Regions from separate parts of the Mus musculus genome. Here region 2 is linked to region 1. The links are chromatin contacts, called in public Hi-C maps. All regions are on one chromosome and are shown on one strand. The core of a region is the stretch at or near the end of the contact, and the rest is flanking DNA. Distances in the headings are between cores, read along the strand shown.

Evidence for each region. Hi-C and Micro-C count contacts between places; a contact is called where the count stands out from the background.
Region 2: a Hi-C map of neutrophils shows a contact between it and region 1, with 4 times the contacts expected there. The contact joins the enhancer-like site here to the promoter of Tnfrsf21 in region 1. A contact is called at or near these places in 14 of 484 Hi-C or Micro-C datasets (LSK cells, the MNK3 cell line, bone marrow and 9 more), 9 of 115 datasets of contacts at active chromatin or transcription factors (the HPC-7 cell line, bone marrow-derived dendritic cells, embryonic fibroblasts and 5 more) and 2 of 9 other capture datasets (adipose tissue and pancreatic islet).

Annotation. Positions count from the first base shown.
Region 1 is chr17:43,013,507-43,020,976 of GRCm38.p6, reverse strand. It overlaps Tnfrsf21 (tumor necrosis factor receptor superfamily, member 21), which reads right to left and starts at 4,422. Exons shown (of 6, transcript NM_178589.3): 1 at 3,885-4,422. The coding sequence starts at 3,980.
Region 2 is chr17:43,055,151-43,062,620 of GRCm38.p6, reverse strand. All of the region lies in intron 3 of Tnfrsf21 (tumor necrosis factor receptor superfamily, member 21), which reads right to left. Among named protein-coding and RNA genes, the nearest start is that of Tnfrsf21, 42 kb to the right of the region's middle. Within about 2 kb of position 3,795, at least 72 of the 459 cell types and tissues checked have an H3K27ac peak or open chromatin away from gene starts, as enhancers often do. A contact at or near this core is called in the HPC-7 cell line, adipose tissue, bone marrow and 5 more, where this site is marked.

The DNA of each region.
Region 1 (7,470 bases), core at 3,173-5,672:
ACTCAGGAGCAGTGGCCAACAGTAACACTTGGGACCCTCTAAGCAAGATGATGTGTCTGATGATGTGTCTGATGATGTGTCTGACCATTTCCCACCGGCAAAAGAAAAATAAATAAATAAATAAATAAGGTATTTTTTCTTTTGGTGACCAGAAATGGTGAGATGCCAGCTGCCTAGAAAAGGGATGGCCAGACAGCTGGACAACCTCTTGTGTGGAAATCTTTTCTTCCTTCCCTTTCCTCTCGACAGCCAACCTCTCATGTACCAGCCTTGCACGACTCAAATTCATGGCGTTATTTTCAATTGCTATTACATATGTGCACATGTGCATAATACATATGCACATGTGTTACATTCACATACATATATGTGTGTGTGCATATGTTTGTATATATATGCACGTATTGTACACACACATATATATTCCTTAGTAGCCCATATTTCTAATTTTTTGTCTAGGGCTGAGGCCCTATGAAGTTCCCCCTTCTGTGTTAGCCTGTCCACTGGTGTTCTCTGATCAGATCCCGCTTACGCAGCCATGCTGTTGAAACTTCATGAGTGAAGCTTCCCGGACATTTCCAGGTGACACGATCTCACAGCAACTTCTGTTCCTCTGGCTTTTAGAATCTTTCCACTCCTTCTTCTGCTATGCCTTCTTCCCTGTGCCTTCAGTGCAGGAATTCTCAGTCCGTGGATAACAGCAGTTTCCAAAGCTCCAAATCCAAAGTCTTTACCAAGGAAGTTGCTTTCCTCCCTTGACCATCCCTTGCAATCAGTCTATCTGTATAGTCAAACCAAGCTCCCTAAAGGCAAGAGGCACCTCTGACTGCATCCAGCATTGCAGTAAGCAAGTCCTTCTAGGACAATCCCTAAACCACTACAGATCTAAATGTCTCATTTACAGAACTTTGGCCTGGAACGTGTATGCTGCATTTCAGTTTGTGAGTAACTTCCAAACATGACACGGTCACATCAACACATCAGCAATAGAAATGCCAGCAACTAGACTGACTCACTCCAAAGGTCCTTGTGAACGTCTCACTTATATTCCCCAATTAATCAAGCCACCGTCTCAGCTACCTGCCAGCAGTCCTTCTCTGTCCTTACACTCACCAAACAACTTGAAGTTGTGAAACGGGCAGTGTGGTACGTGGGTGAGAGAGAGTAGGAGCCAAGGAGTTCCAGCCCAGAGTCACCACATACTACAACAGACCAGTAAGATTCTTGGAGACTATTTTCTCATCCGTAGAATGGAGGTGACACCCGTTTGACAGGGATAGTGGCATATTCTGTATAAATTAGCTCGCTGCTCTTTTGACAAGTTCATATGATAGGCATACATATCAGAGCCTATAGTAAGCTCTTCATGCTGATAGAAAAAAAAAAGAGCCACAAAAAACAACAAAGACTGCTATGAAAAAAAAATGAGAGAAGGGCAATTGGAAGCCATCATTATTTCTTTATCTAACCACCCTGTATATACATAGCATTAACCTTCCTGTATCCCCCATTATTCTTCTAGGTACCTCACACCATGTTTACTTGAGCTGTCCTACCTGGTGTCTGCTGTTAATGTGGCCAAGATTACCAATGGGACCAATTCTCCTGAGAACAGAGTCACCAGATCACTGTTGTATACAGAAACAGGGCCCGTCCTGATGACTGGACCGTCCAAAGTGGGGATGGAGAAGGTCATTGCATAGCTCCTGATGTTTCCTGGAGTATTCCCACACTCCAGGATGGTCAGCTCACCCTCCTCCTACTCCATCAATTTAAAGAAAGCCCTTTTGCCATAGTTACCAGGAAATCAAGGAACCCTGTAGCATCGTCACCTTGAGATTGTCTCTAAAATACCTTTCATAAACTTCATCAAACTGTCAAACTTATACTGTAGGTCATCAGTTGCAAATCTGGGTGCAATCTGTGGGTACATTGAGTTTGATCATTTAATAAAAAGAACTAGGCCCTTTCTTGGTTACTTAAAGCATATGGTTTTACTATGCTGAGACCTTCAAGGACCTATATATCAGGCTAAAAGTTAAAAAATAATTCCAGATTACGACTATACATTGAGCACTAACTTTAGATTGGATTTGAGTGGACTGATCTATAAGTATTGTATAAGGATTGTATCTGTGTGGAGCAGGGACACACGGCAGTATATGCTCATCACGGAAGCAGGTCTAAGACCTTTGGAGGGAACTCAGCAAGGGACCTAACTCAGGTCATTAGGATCAGTGCTTCCTTGAACTCGTTCAATCTAAGACTGTCAATTCAAGTCCACGGTCCCAAAGACTCTCTGATTATTTACTATCCACACTTGTTTAAAGGGCTTGGACTTTGCCATTGTTATAAAAAGACAGAAAAGCGTCTCTCAAGGGACACTGAGATTTACCTCATAAATGCTAAGAACAACAAACTTTCTTTAGCCCTCTCTCTCTCTCTCTCTCTCTCTCTCTCTCTCTCTCTCTCTCTCTCTCTCCCTAAACACACACACACACACACACACACACACACACACACACACACACACACACACACACACACAGAAAGAGAGTCAGCCAGAGAGAGAGACAGAGAGAGACAGAGAGAACCAGAATGTCTGTAGAATGAATTCCCAGGCCATAGCAACTGTCATGCCTTGGGATGGAAGCAGTAGATCTTGGCTGGCCAGGCAGTAAGCCCTTTAGAGGAAGGAGACAAGAGGCCTGCCTTCCCTTACACAGCCCAACCATGAAAACAAGCTCTTTTTTGTTTTTGTTTAGTTTTTAGCTAACAACCTTCATCCTCCCTGCAGGGATGAAAGACATGATTGGTTTATAGCATCTCAAGGGTTTGAATTCAAATTTTCTTCCACCTAATTCCCCACTTGGCCCCAATATTGGAAATAAAGGGCCAGCTGGGGGTAAGTTTTGGATAAGGGATGATGTCAGGTTTTGATCAGATAAAGTGATGGAGGATTGCAATCCGGGCACGCCCCAGATTTGGGTGCTGAGAGAGCCTGCATCATCTTGCTTGGTGACATGTCTAAACACAGAAAGGGAGAAATAAGAAAAGGATGGGGAAAATTAATCGTCCTTTATGTAGCTCTTTCCCCTCCCCCTCGACTGAGAGCCACAGCGCCGGTTGGCTCCAAGCCTGTGCTTTAGAGGCGCCTGGGTCTCTGGGTCCTTCTTCTCCTCCTCCCCCTCCCACCCCACCCCCACCACCCACCCGGGCTCCTTCTTCTTCTTCTTCTTTTGGCTTGCAGAAATCAGGACCCATCTGAACTAAGAGGGAGGAGAGAAGCAAGGAAGCTGAAGCAAGGGGTGGCCTGCGCCCTACTCCGGAAAGCTTCGCGCGCGGAAGCATGCAGCGGTTGCTCGCGTCCGGAGCGCACCGATCCGGCTGTCTCCACTGCGGTAGCATCCGGACATGACATTGCAGTAGCGACAAAGGAGCGGCCACAACCGGCAGCTGGCTACTGACAGGACTACTCGGGCCTCGCACCGCGCCGAGGGTCTGGCAGCGAATGATATTGGGGTGAGGCTGGGTGTTGGGGTGCGAGATAGGCCGAGTCGGGGGCAAAAACCCAAAAATGCGCAGGACCTCGAGGCGGACACCTCTCGCGCCTCCTTCAAGCAGCCAGATTGCAAGAAAAATAATTCTTTAACACTCACTAGCCTTAGCTCACCACACACACACACACACACACACACACACACACACACACACACACGATCTAGTAGGAGTCCTCCTCGGTCTGGCTATTGCCTTGTAACCAACCCTTCCAACCCGTCTGGTCCCACCGCGCGCCTCCGGCACTACGGGCCCGAGGACCCGCCCGGCTCCCGGACACAGGCTCGAACGTAGCCGCCACCCTAGGGTCCCCTCCTATCGCTCACCAGGAGAAGAGAGCCGGCGACCATCGTGGCTCCGACTTGGCCGGCGGTGCGGCTGCAAGAGGCGAGGGCGGTGATGCTGCTTGCCCGGGTCCCCATGGCCGAGCTCGGGGCTCGCAGCGGCGCCCGGGGCGCTCGGCCCCACGGCAGCTGGAATTGGTGGCTGTTTCTGCCCAGCGCCGCATCCACCGCCGCCTCACGGGCGGTGAGCCCATCTACCTCCAGCAGCCCATGTGCACTGCAGCAGCCAGGCACCCAGGCGGAAGAGGGAGGCAGCAGGGGAGGCTCCGAAAGGCGCTCAGCACCTGCCCAGGGGCGCTGGCGCCCGGGCGGTGAGAAGCAGGCGCGCTCGCAACCCGCGCCTCCCGGTGCTCTCCAACGACAGCGGCTGCGGAGAACCAGAGAGCAGGGCTAGCCGCGACAGTGCTAAAGAGCGACTTCCCATAGCGAAGCTTCCAGCCACTATCAAGCACTCGCCTCCTCCGCTGCCTAGACCGGCCGGCGAGGGACTGAGTCGGATGGCCACTCAGCTCGGGGACACACGTGGTGGCGCCGAAGGGGCGGAGAACGACCCTTTGTGATGTCACCCGGGAGGAGGCCGGGCTCTTTGTGCAGATGGAAAGAACTCAAGGCGCTCCAGAAACCGAGGGGAAGGAGAGGGTGCCCCTTGGCGTTAGCTGGAGGAATTGCGTTTGCTTGTTAACCTGCACACACCCCTCACCCCGACTTAACTTTAAAAAAAAAAAATGATTCCAAGTAGATTGTATGTAAAACAGAGACTATTTTCTTTTCCTAACATAAATATTAACAACAGCCAATATAACTTGCGCATAATGGCGCAGGCCTGTATTTTCATTGCCAGGAAAGCTGAGGAAGGAGAATTTGAAGTTGGAGGGAAATTCTGAGCTACACAGAAAACTCCTATCTCATGCATGCATGCATGCATGCATGCATGAATGAATGAATGAATGAATGAATGACCTGAGCATAACGGTGCCATTAAGCACTCTGTATAATGAGAATATGAACTTCTCCAATTCCAGGCCAGCCAAAATTGGAGTTCTACACAAGCCTGGCTTACAGAGCAAAATCCAGTCTCAGAAATCAATCAATCAATCAATCAATCAATCAATCAATTAAAGGAGCTAGAAAAAAAGCAAAAACCATGGAGCTTACATCAATTGCCAGACACAAAGAGACGTGTGTGTTGGTTCCCAAACTGCTGTGTTTTGAGGTCTGCTGTGTTCTCACAGTGGAGCAAAAGGAAAAAGCAAGTGTAGTCTCGGCATTTATGTGTGGCTCCCCTGCTTCCTGACTGCAGACCCGGTTTAACCAGCTGCCTCCTCTCCTCTCCTCTCCTCTCCTCTCCTCTCCTCTCCTCTCCTCTCCTCTCCTCTCCTCTCCTCTCCTCTCCTCTCCTCTCCTGCAATAACTGTATCCCTGAAACTGTTAGCCAGAAGAAACCTCCCCGTCTCTCAGTATTGTTGGCTATTTGTTCTCAGCAGTGAGGAACCTGGACAGAAACAACACTAAGCATCCCTGACAGGGAGTTGCCATGGTAGGAGCCCTATTTCCTTCCTTGCCAGTTACTACATGGAGAGTTGGTTCTTTTTCTCGGCATTCTTTGGAAGAATGAGATGTATTTAAAAATTAATATGAGGATTAATCCTACTCTCATCTTTCAAACATCTGCCAGTTAAAGAAATAAAACATATATTTAAAAAAGCTTGACCATAAACCCTGAAGGGGAATGCTGTAATATTAAGTTTCCAGTAAAAAATTTTTTTAAATTCTGAAAAATACTATCCTTAAATACAGAATTTTGTGAAAGGGGGTGATATTTCAACTTGAAATTCTCAAACTCTCTCCGAGGCTTCCAAAAGTGAAGGGGGATTACTATGTCTTCATGTATAATAGGGCCAATTAATTCTTCAAAACTTCAAATTATTGGCCACCACAATCAAAGGTCTTTCTGTTTAAAAGGGGGTGGGGGTGGGAAGTGAGATATTAAAGAAAAGGGGTCAGCTGACACCTTGCAGACAAATATGAGTTACTTGAGGTAATGTATGATTTGATCTTCCAAGCTGGGAGACTTTAATTTGGGTAAGTGTGGTTCTGACCTGCTCGTTCTCTTTGTTCTTCCTATTGTTTTCATGTTCCATAAGGTCCTTATGGGGCACTAATCATCAGAATTCAATTTTTCACGGGCCTTTGGGTTTGAGTTTGGTTTGGTTGGCTGGCTGCTTTTGGGTTGGGTCTTGCTGTGTAGCTCAGGTTAGCCTCCAGGGGATGGTTATCCTCCTTCATCACCACCTGAGTTACAGCCATGCAATCTCGATGCCTCTTGATACAATATATTCAGTTCATCTTGCTTACTGCTAACTAAGTAAAAACCCCTTAGTATTCTTCATCACAAACAAAAAACAAACAAAACAAAACAAAACAAAAGTGTCTATTGAATCTAGTTAGAATATAAAATGCTGGTGAGATGACTCAGCACTCAGCAGGTAAGAGCACTGACTGCTCATCCGAAGGTCCTAAGTTCAAATCCCAGCAACCACATGGTGGCTCACAACCATCCATAATGAGATCTGACGCCCTCTTCTGGTGTGTCTGAAGACAGCTACAGTGTACTTATTTATAATAATAGATAAATCTTTGGGATGGAGCAAGTGGGGCCAACCAGAGCAAATGGGGTTGGCTGGAGCGAGCAGAGGTCCTAAATTCAATTCCCAACAACCAGATGAAGGCTCACAACCATCTGTACAGCTACAGTGTGTACCCACATACATTAAATAAATAAATAAATCTTTCTAAACAATATATAAAATGCCATTTCTCTATTGCATGTTTAAAATAGAGAAATGTCTTTCATTTTACACTGTAAACTGTTTTAATTACTTCACAACCACATATTCAATGGCATACAGATGTCCTTACTTACACATAAATGGTGAATACTCAACCATAAATAATGGATTTTCTGCCTAAGCTCCAAAGAGTGAGGTAAGTATTAATAAGATGTGACTATAGCTAAAATGGAGAGGTACAAATGAGGCCAAGCTGGACAAAACCAATCTCATCTTTGCCATAAAATAACTGCCTCTGATCCCCAGCCGAATTTAAACTTTGCATGTTTCTTCCAAAACTGTACAAATCTGGTTTCCTCGCCTCAAGCTCATCACCCTTAAAACTTCCCATGTCCTCGGTATATTTCCAATCAATGCATTTTTCCATGTTTCCATTTCCCCCCCCATTTTCTAGGTAAAGCCTCTCTGTGCTGAAGGCAGCAGTAGTTTTGCCATCTTCTCCTCTGTTGGTTATATTTCTAAACTCTATCCTGATTCTTCCTTTCGGAAGCTGTAGGAAATTTTCAGCTCTAAAAGATGTGTGGCGTGGGCGGGGGTTCTAGAGAGACTGCTCCTCAGTTAAGAGCACTTGCTGTGTCCTAGCAAAAAGGGAGGGGGGAATAGAAAAGGGGGTGGGGCTTTAATGGGAGGGGGAAGAATAAAATAGAGGGAAAAGAGGGAAGAGGCATAAATAAGACAAAGTGAGTTTGAAAAGGCGAAAGGAAAAGTTTATTTCGTGT
Region 2 (7,470 bases), core at 2,546-5,045, 42 kb before region 1:
TTTCTACACCAGAACTGTTAGTGGTAGTAATGGCTTGCTTAAAAAGAGCTCTTTATTACTTATTTCTTTTCAGATGAGGTCAAGTTTCCAAGTGAGGTTTATGGAAGAAGAAAATAAAGTAATAATAATAATAATAATAAAAGACACTTTTAAAAACTTTCAGTTTTTGATGAAAATATTTGTGACATGAGCTAGCAAATGCTAGCGAAGAACAATAATACAGAAATCTCTCTGAAAGCAGTGGACTTGGAACTCACCATAAATTCTTTCCTTGCCACTCAGTTCTGTAGGGCTAGATGTGTTGGGAGATCATGTATACATACAGGCCAGGTCAACCCCTAAAAACTCTTTCTAAAACCAAAGATTCTAATAGGATTCTAATAGGAGGCTCCTTTCTTGTCCACAAAACTAGAATGCTACTGTGTGTGTGTGTGAGAGAGAGAGGGGGGGGGGAGAGAGGAGAGAGAGAGAGAGAGAGAGAACTGCTAATCGAGACACTGCTGTTCTCCTCATGGTGAGTCTCAGACAGCTGGCTTTTCAGTTTTCCTAGCAATTTTTAGCCAGATGTACAGCTTTTGATCTCAAGCAAATGAGTTTCCTTCAAGAGAGAGAGAGAGAGAGAGAGAGAGGCAGAGGGAGAGGGAGAGGGAGAGGGAAAGGGAGAGGGAGAGGGAGAGGGAGAGGGAGAGGGAGAGGGAGAGGGAGAGGGAGAGGGAGAGGGAGAGGGAGAGGGAGAGGGGGAAGGGGAAGGGGAAGGGGAAGGGGAAGGGGAAGGGGAAGGGGAAGGGGAAGGGGAAGGGGAAGGGGAAGGGGAAGGGGAAGGGGAAGGGGAAGGGGAAGGGGAAGGGGAAGGGGAAGAGGAAGAGGAAGAGGAAGAGGAAGAGGAAGAGGAAGAGGAAGAGGAAGAAGAAGAAGAAGAAGAAGAAGAAGAAGAAGAAGAAGAAGAAGAAGAAGAAGACAAACCCAAAGTCTATTTAAAACTTCTGCAGGTAACTTGAAGAAACAAGCCAGCTCTTTGTGGTCAATGTGGTTTAATGTGGTAGGCTCTTCCAAACACCGAAAGGCTTGTTAGTCCCTGATTCTTAATTTAGGTCAATTTGGCTAAGGCCCATGGTGTCTTACATGAAAACACGGGTGCTTCTGCTTCTAAGTAGGACCATTGTTTCCATCTGCATGAAGCCCAGGACAGTGTGGCTTTGGGCAAACCACTAATTGTCACGTGCATTTCCTCAACTTACAATGGAGAGGCTCACTGTCATCCCTGGCAGTCAACACTTCCTATGAAGGTAATTAGTCTTAAAAATTAGCTACATGAGCCGGGCGGTGGTGGCACACGCCTTTAATCCCAGCACTCAGAAGGCAGAGGCAGGTGGATCTCTGGGTTCAAGCAGAGTGAGTTCCAGGACAGCCAGGGCTGTGACACAGTGAAACCCTGTCTCGAAAAACAAACAAACAAAAAAATAGCTATGTGATTTTAAATGCTTCGTATATGCTGAACATAGAAACTTGAGGCTCAATGCATGCAAATACTTTACAGAGTAATTACAGACTCTAAAAGCCTTAAGAACAAATCCCTCACCCAACGCTCTGGATTTTTTTTTTTTTTTTTTTGGTCACAAAAATAAAGAGAAAGGAAATAGGAAGAAATGAGAAGAAAAACAGAAGTACGGGGACAATGACACCTTTCTTGAACTCAAATGAACTTCAAACTAAATTTAAAACCTCTAAGAGTTGGGTTTCCGCCTTGCCCTCTTCCCCCATGAGACGTTTCCATTGTAAAATGCAGAGTCGGCTCCACAAATGCCTGTGCCAGCAGCGCCCTCGGCCACTGTCGGCTCCCATTCTGGATTTGATAATTTAAAGATACAATAGACAGTGGCTCTCCCAGGAGACAGTAGTCTTTCAAAGTATTGTCACCGAACCCAAGGGAGAAAACCAATCAGAACTAGTCCCTGGTCCCGCCCTCTCCATCACCACCAGGGAAAAGAGAGAGACTTATAGAATATTTCGTAGCTGTCTGAGGAGCAGCCACTCTGTCAGGCTAATCTGTGAGCATCACACTTTCTGAAATATGAAGGCAGAGGAATTTATTAACAAAAAGTGGATCGATATCATGAACACCGAAAACAGTCAGACTTTGGGCAGTTTTTCTGTTGGGGGACTGGGCTTGGTGGGCCTCCTGTAATTTCAGCCCTTAGAGTGTGGAAGAGAGGGGATCCTTGGAGCAAGATGGCAGCCAGACTAGCTGAATCGACGGGTTCACCCAAGAGACCCTGCCCCGTGTACTTGTCAGCACATCACACACAGAGAGATACGGGCAGAGAAAAGGGATGAGGGAGAAGCCATACAACTATAGAGATTGGCACAACGTTAGAGTAATAAGCCAAATCGGGAAGAATGAGCAATGTGCTCAGAAAGGCTTCAGAGACACTTATTCAGATTCCTCTTTCCTCGTTGCTTTTTATTTATCTTCTTATTCCTTTCTAAATGTATTCACAACACAAACATCAAACACATTAGTCACACTTCATATAAGTGAGTTCTGTATCTGTGAGTTTAAACAACTCTAGATCAAAAAAAAAAATTAGATGGACAGACAGACAGATATAGATAGATAGATAGATAGATAGATAGATAGATAGATAGATAGATAGATAGATAGATAGATAGGGCCTTGCTTAACTCTTTTGGTTTCTTTGCTGTTTTGTTTTGTTTCTTGAGAAAGGACCTCATGTGGCCCAAGCTGGCTTCCAACTCCCCGTGAGACTGATTCTGAGGAGGTGGAGAAATGTATCAGGCATTCTAAGAGTGCACAGCTCTTGCAGAGAACAGAGGTTTGGTTCTCAGCACCACAGCAGGTAGCTCACAAAGGCCTATAGCTACTGCCCCAGGGGCTCCATTCCTCTGACCTCTTCAATCAACTGCACTGGCACGTGGACGCCATACAGGCAAACACACATACATAATTTCAAAACCAAAATCATCTTTAAAAATGAACTGAAGTCACCTTAAATTCATGATTGCCATGTCTAGCTCCAGGAAGGATGTACATGTACGACCACCCCCATCTCCAGCATGTTTTCTTGAACTCTGCATTTGTGCTGGATGTGTGCAGGCATCTTTGACGATGACTACTCTGAATGATACAGCAGAAAAACTATTTACAAAGTATTCAAATTACGTGATGTATTATTAGTAATCCGGGGAGGATTTAAGATATCCAGGAGTGTGTGTATAGATTATATACAAGTACTATGCCATCTTACATAAAGGACTTCAGTAGCTTCAGACTTTGGCACACTTAAACGGGCCCTCAGAACAGTCTCCCATGGACACCAAAAGACCTCAGAACATATTATGATATTAATAACTCTAAGACCAGTCTCCTATGAATGTTAAAAGACTAATATCTGTGTCATATACAGGTCTGGATACTGAAAGATTCAGCTGACATATATGTATTTGTGGATACTGAGAGACCAGTGTAACACAAACATATATCTGAATATTAATATCTGTGCTGGCTAGTTTTATGTCATTTTGACACAAACTAGAGTCTTTTGGAAACAGGGGGCTTTGACTAAGAAGATGCCTCCATCAGACTGACCTGTGGGCAAACCCGTGGGGCATTTTCTTGATTAATGATTGATGTAGGAAAAGCCCAACTCACTGTGGGCTCCAGTACCCCTGGGCAAGTGGTCCTGGGTGCTATAAGAAAGCAGGTTGAACAAGAGAGGCAAGCCCATAAGCAACACTCCTCTGGGGCTCTGCTTCACTTCCTGCCTCCCTGTTTCTGCCCTCTGTGAGGTAACTTCCCTTATTTCTCTCACTGACAGAGCATGGCCTGACAGTCACAAGCCCAACTAACCCTTTCCTTGCCAACTTGCTTTTGGCCATGGAGCTTTATCACGGCAATAGAAACCCTACCTCAAACAATATGGAAAGACCAGTGTGTTTATGACATAGAGATGCATGTAAACCTTAGAGTCATGTATTGACAGCCTTTCATATTATTGGTAATCTCATGTAAAGAGATTGGGACCACTACAAGGCCACTCGGCTTCTGTTGTCGTTAATCGGGAGTGTGACAGAAGAGAGTAATGTAATCAGCCCCTGTAACTCTCCTTATCACTGAACACGGCCATCCGGTGTTGATATGAGCCCGTTCCAGGCTGGCCATGGTGTGAATGCTTCTTCCTGGACTATTCGTTCTTGCCACACTGACGTTAGGACAGTTTGCTCTGAGGCTAGACAGTCTATTTCTTTTCTTCAAAATTAAACCCTAACCATGCCAAACTCAACAAACTCTGTACCAGCAAAAGTGTCTGAGACTTTGAGAGCGTGTCAGTCTTTGTCGCATGATTCCTAAACACTATCATAGTAAGAAAACGGCTCTTGGGACAGCTACAATTTGTTGTAGGGTTCTAATACAATTTGATCTACAGAAAGATAGTGAGGTCGATACGGTCATGGACTACAGTTATTTAGAGAGTTGATAACTAGCCACACAGAGAGAGCATACACCTATTGACAGGTATTTTAGTGAAGACAGTGAACAATCCCACTCAGTCATCAGTTTATATATGAAACAACAGCATAGGAAACAGATCATTTCTTGGCCTCTGTCCAAGTAAAGTTCCGAATCCTAAAACACAGATACAGTCTCTATCTGTTGACTGATCTGCTTCGTTCAACTTTATGGAAGGTTCACTCTCCTTGCACTTACATTGAAAATTATCAAGTCCTCAGTCCACTAGCGGGCTGGCACAGAAATAGTGAACCCAGCATTGCTTTTTCCAATGTTGCTGGATGCTGGAATTCTGGAGATTGATTGACATTCTTCCACCTCAAAGAGTCTTGTTGCCCTGACTGGCCTGGAGCTTCCTGTCTAGACTGTCTAGACTGAGATAGCTCAAACCATCAGCTATCCCCCTGCCTCTGCTTCTCAGGCGCTAGACTTAAAAAGCATAAACCACTATGCCTGGCTCTAATGATCAACAATTTTAAAGAAACTGTTGAGGCTATCAAATCATATGAGCCAGAGGCTGCATCTTCCAGGAACTGCCAAGGAACGTAGGTGGTGTTGGATGTCAGGGGAAGAAGCCCTGAAAACAAAGGGTCAACTTAATAGAAAAATGATAAAATGAAAGTCATGAGATAAGGTTTTAAACTCTACCATTTGCCATTGGCAAAGAACAACCTTAATAATGTTAGTATCTTCCGCTCCTCGGGTAGGAAAGGTAAGAAGACTTACATGGTATCAAGTGGTAAATGCCTATTTCGACACCTTGGCAATACTGTAATGCACTTTCCTCTACCTGTCCCAGATCTGCATTGACAAGGGTCTCTGGGAGAATGGACTATGGACCATTCAGTATTCAGCACTGAGTGGCGGGCAGGCAGTGGATTTCTGCTGCTCATGCTGCACGAATCCCACAACTACTGGGGTAAGTCACATCTAAAATCACCTATATGGTAAGTGGAGGAGAAAGTGCTACTGTCCCATCCCTACCACACGTGGGAGGTCATGGCAGCATTCACTGGGTTCTTCCAAGTGTGGTGAGACATTCCCAGTCCACAACAAGAAAACCTAAGACTAGAGGCATGACGCACTAAACGGTTATCATGACAAATGGTATTCTACAGAACATGCTAAGCTCCGGATTCTGTCGTTATTAACACCCGAACTCTGACTTTTCCCCATTGGAAGAAGGGTTGAGGCTCTTTTGTCTTTGGAGACATAAACATCTAAAACGATTGCTTCCAATAAGAACCTATGTGAAAGCCTTCCTTGAAAGAGAGGGATGAACAGCAGAAGTCGTGAGTCAGGAGAGACAAAGGCTGGCTGTAGCCCCAGGACAGACACAATACTCTGAGTGTACTGGTTACCCTTTGTCAACTTGACACAAACTAGAGTCACCTTGGATCTCTGAGGTAGGGAAAGCGCACACATATAAAAAGTGATCCACTATGTACAAGTCCGAGAGAGGAAGGAGGAACCAGCCAAGGAGAGCAAGAGGAAACAGTCAGCAATACAGGAGGAGAATAGGAGTCTATAGAAGGGAAAAGGTGTATCAAGGAAACAGGACACGAGTGCTAAATGCTGCTGGAGGCCAAGCACATAAAGACTTAGAACCACACCAGGATTGTGTGCTTAGACTGCACAAAGCAAAAGTATGGCTAAAATCCTACCTTGTTTTATCATCACTCTGACTGTGCAAATGCGTATCAAAACCTATGCCTTCCCATGGCTCAGGTACACCTGTCATGGGTTTGTTTTCTCCCTTACAGCTATCTAACAATACTGGTAGGTCTCCCAATTGGTAGTGTCTCAGATTTGATCATATGCAGCCAGCTATGACATCATCAGGTATTGCTTTTAGCCAACTGCAACTCTGATGTAATCCACCAACCAAATACATTGAATTCTATACATTGGCTGCAGTATTAACAAACCAATGATTTATGAAGACCCTTCAGCACAATTTCAGAAAGCCTTTCTCCTTTGTAAAAGTTGTTTATGTCATGTCTGACCAGGCTGATTTAAGGACACACATTAAGGATATTATTTCTTCTACTTGTATTCAGGCCCTTTGTAGGGAAAATGCTAACTTGTTTTTCACTGTCTCAAAGAACTTACATTGGAAGACAGTTGGGTAAAGGCCTGAAAATATATTTATAATAGTAAATTCCTTTCCCCTAAGACCTAGAGGCAGAATTCAAGGCTGGATGCCCGACTGGATGCCTCTGGTCACTTGGCTACTGTGCACTTGTTTATGAACGTTCAAGGCTATAGCTGGAAGAGCCTTGCTCCTCCAGCAGTTCTGTGTACTTCAAAGTCCTCTGATGGGCTGCTAAAGTTCTTACATTGTAAACAATGAGGATCTGCTCTTAATCCCTAGAATGCATGGGGGAAACATCCAGGCGTGGTAACAAACAGTGCTCTTGTGATCCCAGGACTGGGCGAATGGAGAGATGCATATCCCCGGAACTCATGCACCAGCTGGCCTAGCATGCTGGCCATCTCCAGACCAATGGGAAGTTACCCTATCTCAAAAAACAAAACAAAACAAGACGGAAGCCAAGCATGGTGGTGCACGCCTTTAGTCTCAGCATTTGTGAGGCAGAGGCTGGCAGATCTCTGAGTTCAAGGCCAGCCTGGTCTACAGAGAGGGTTCCAGCACAACCAGGGCTATATAGAGGAAGCCTGTCTCAAACAAACAAACAAACAAACAAACAAACAAAACCAAATAAACAAAAAACTGGGAGGGGTGGGGGCAAAGTGGACGATACTTGAGGAATAAAATCTGATGTAGTCTTCTGGTCTCCACACGCTCACAAATACACTGTGCAGGAGTGCTCATGTGTTTATATAGAGGTGCCCAACTGCACGCGAGAACACACATACACACATACACTAAAATCTAATCGCCTAACAGGTAAAATGCACAGAAGAGGCTGGGGTTACAC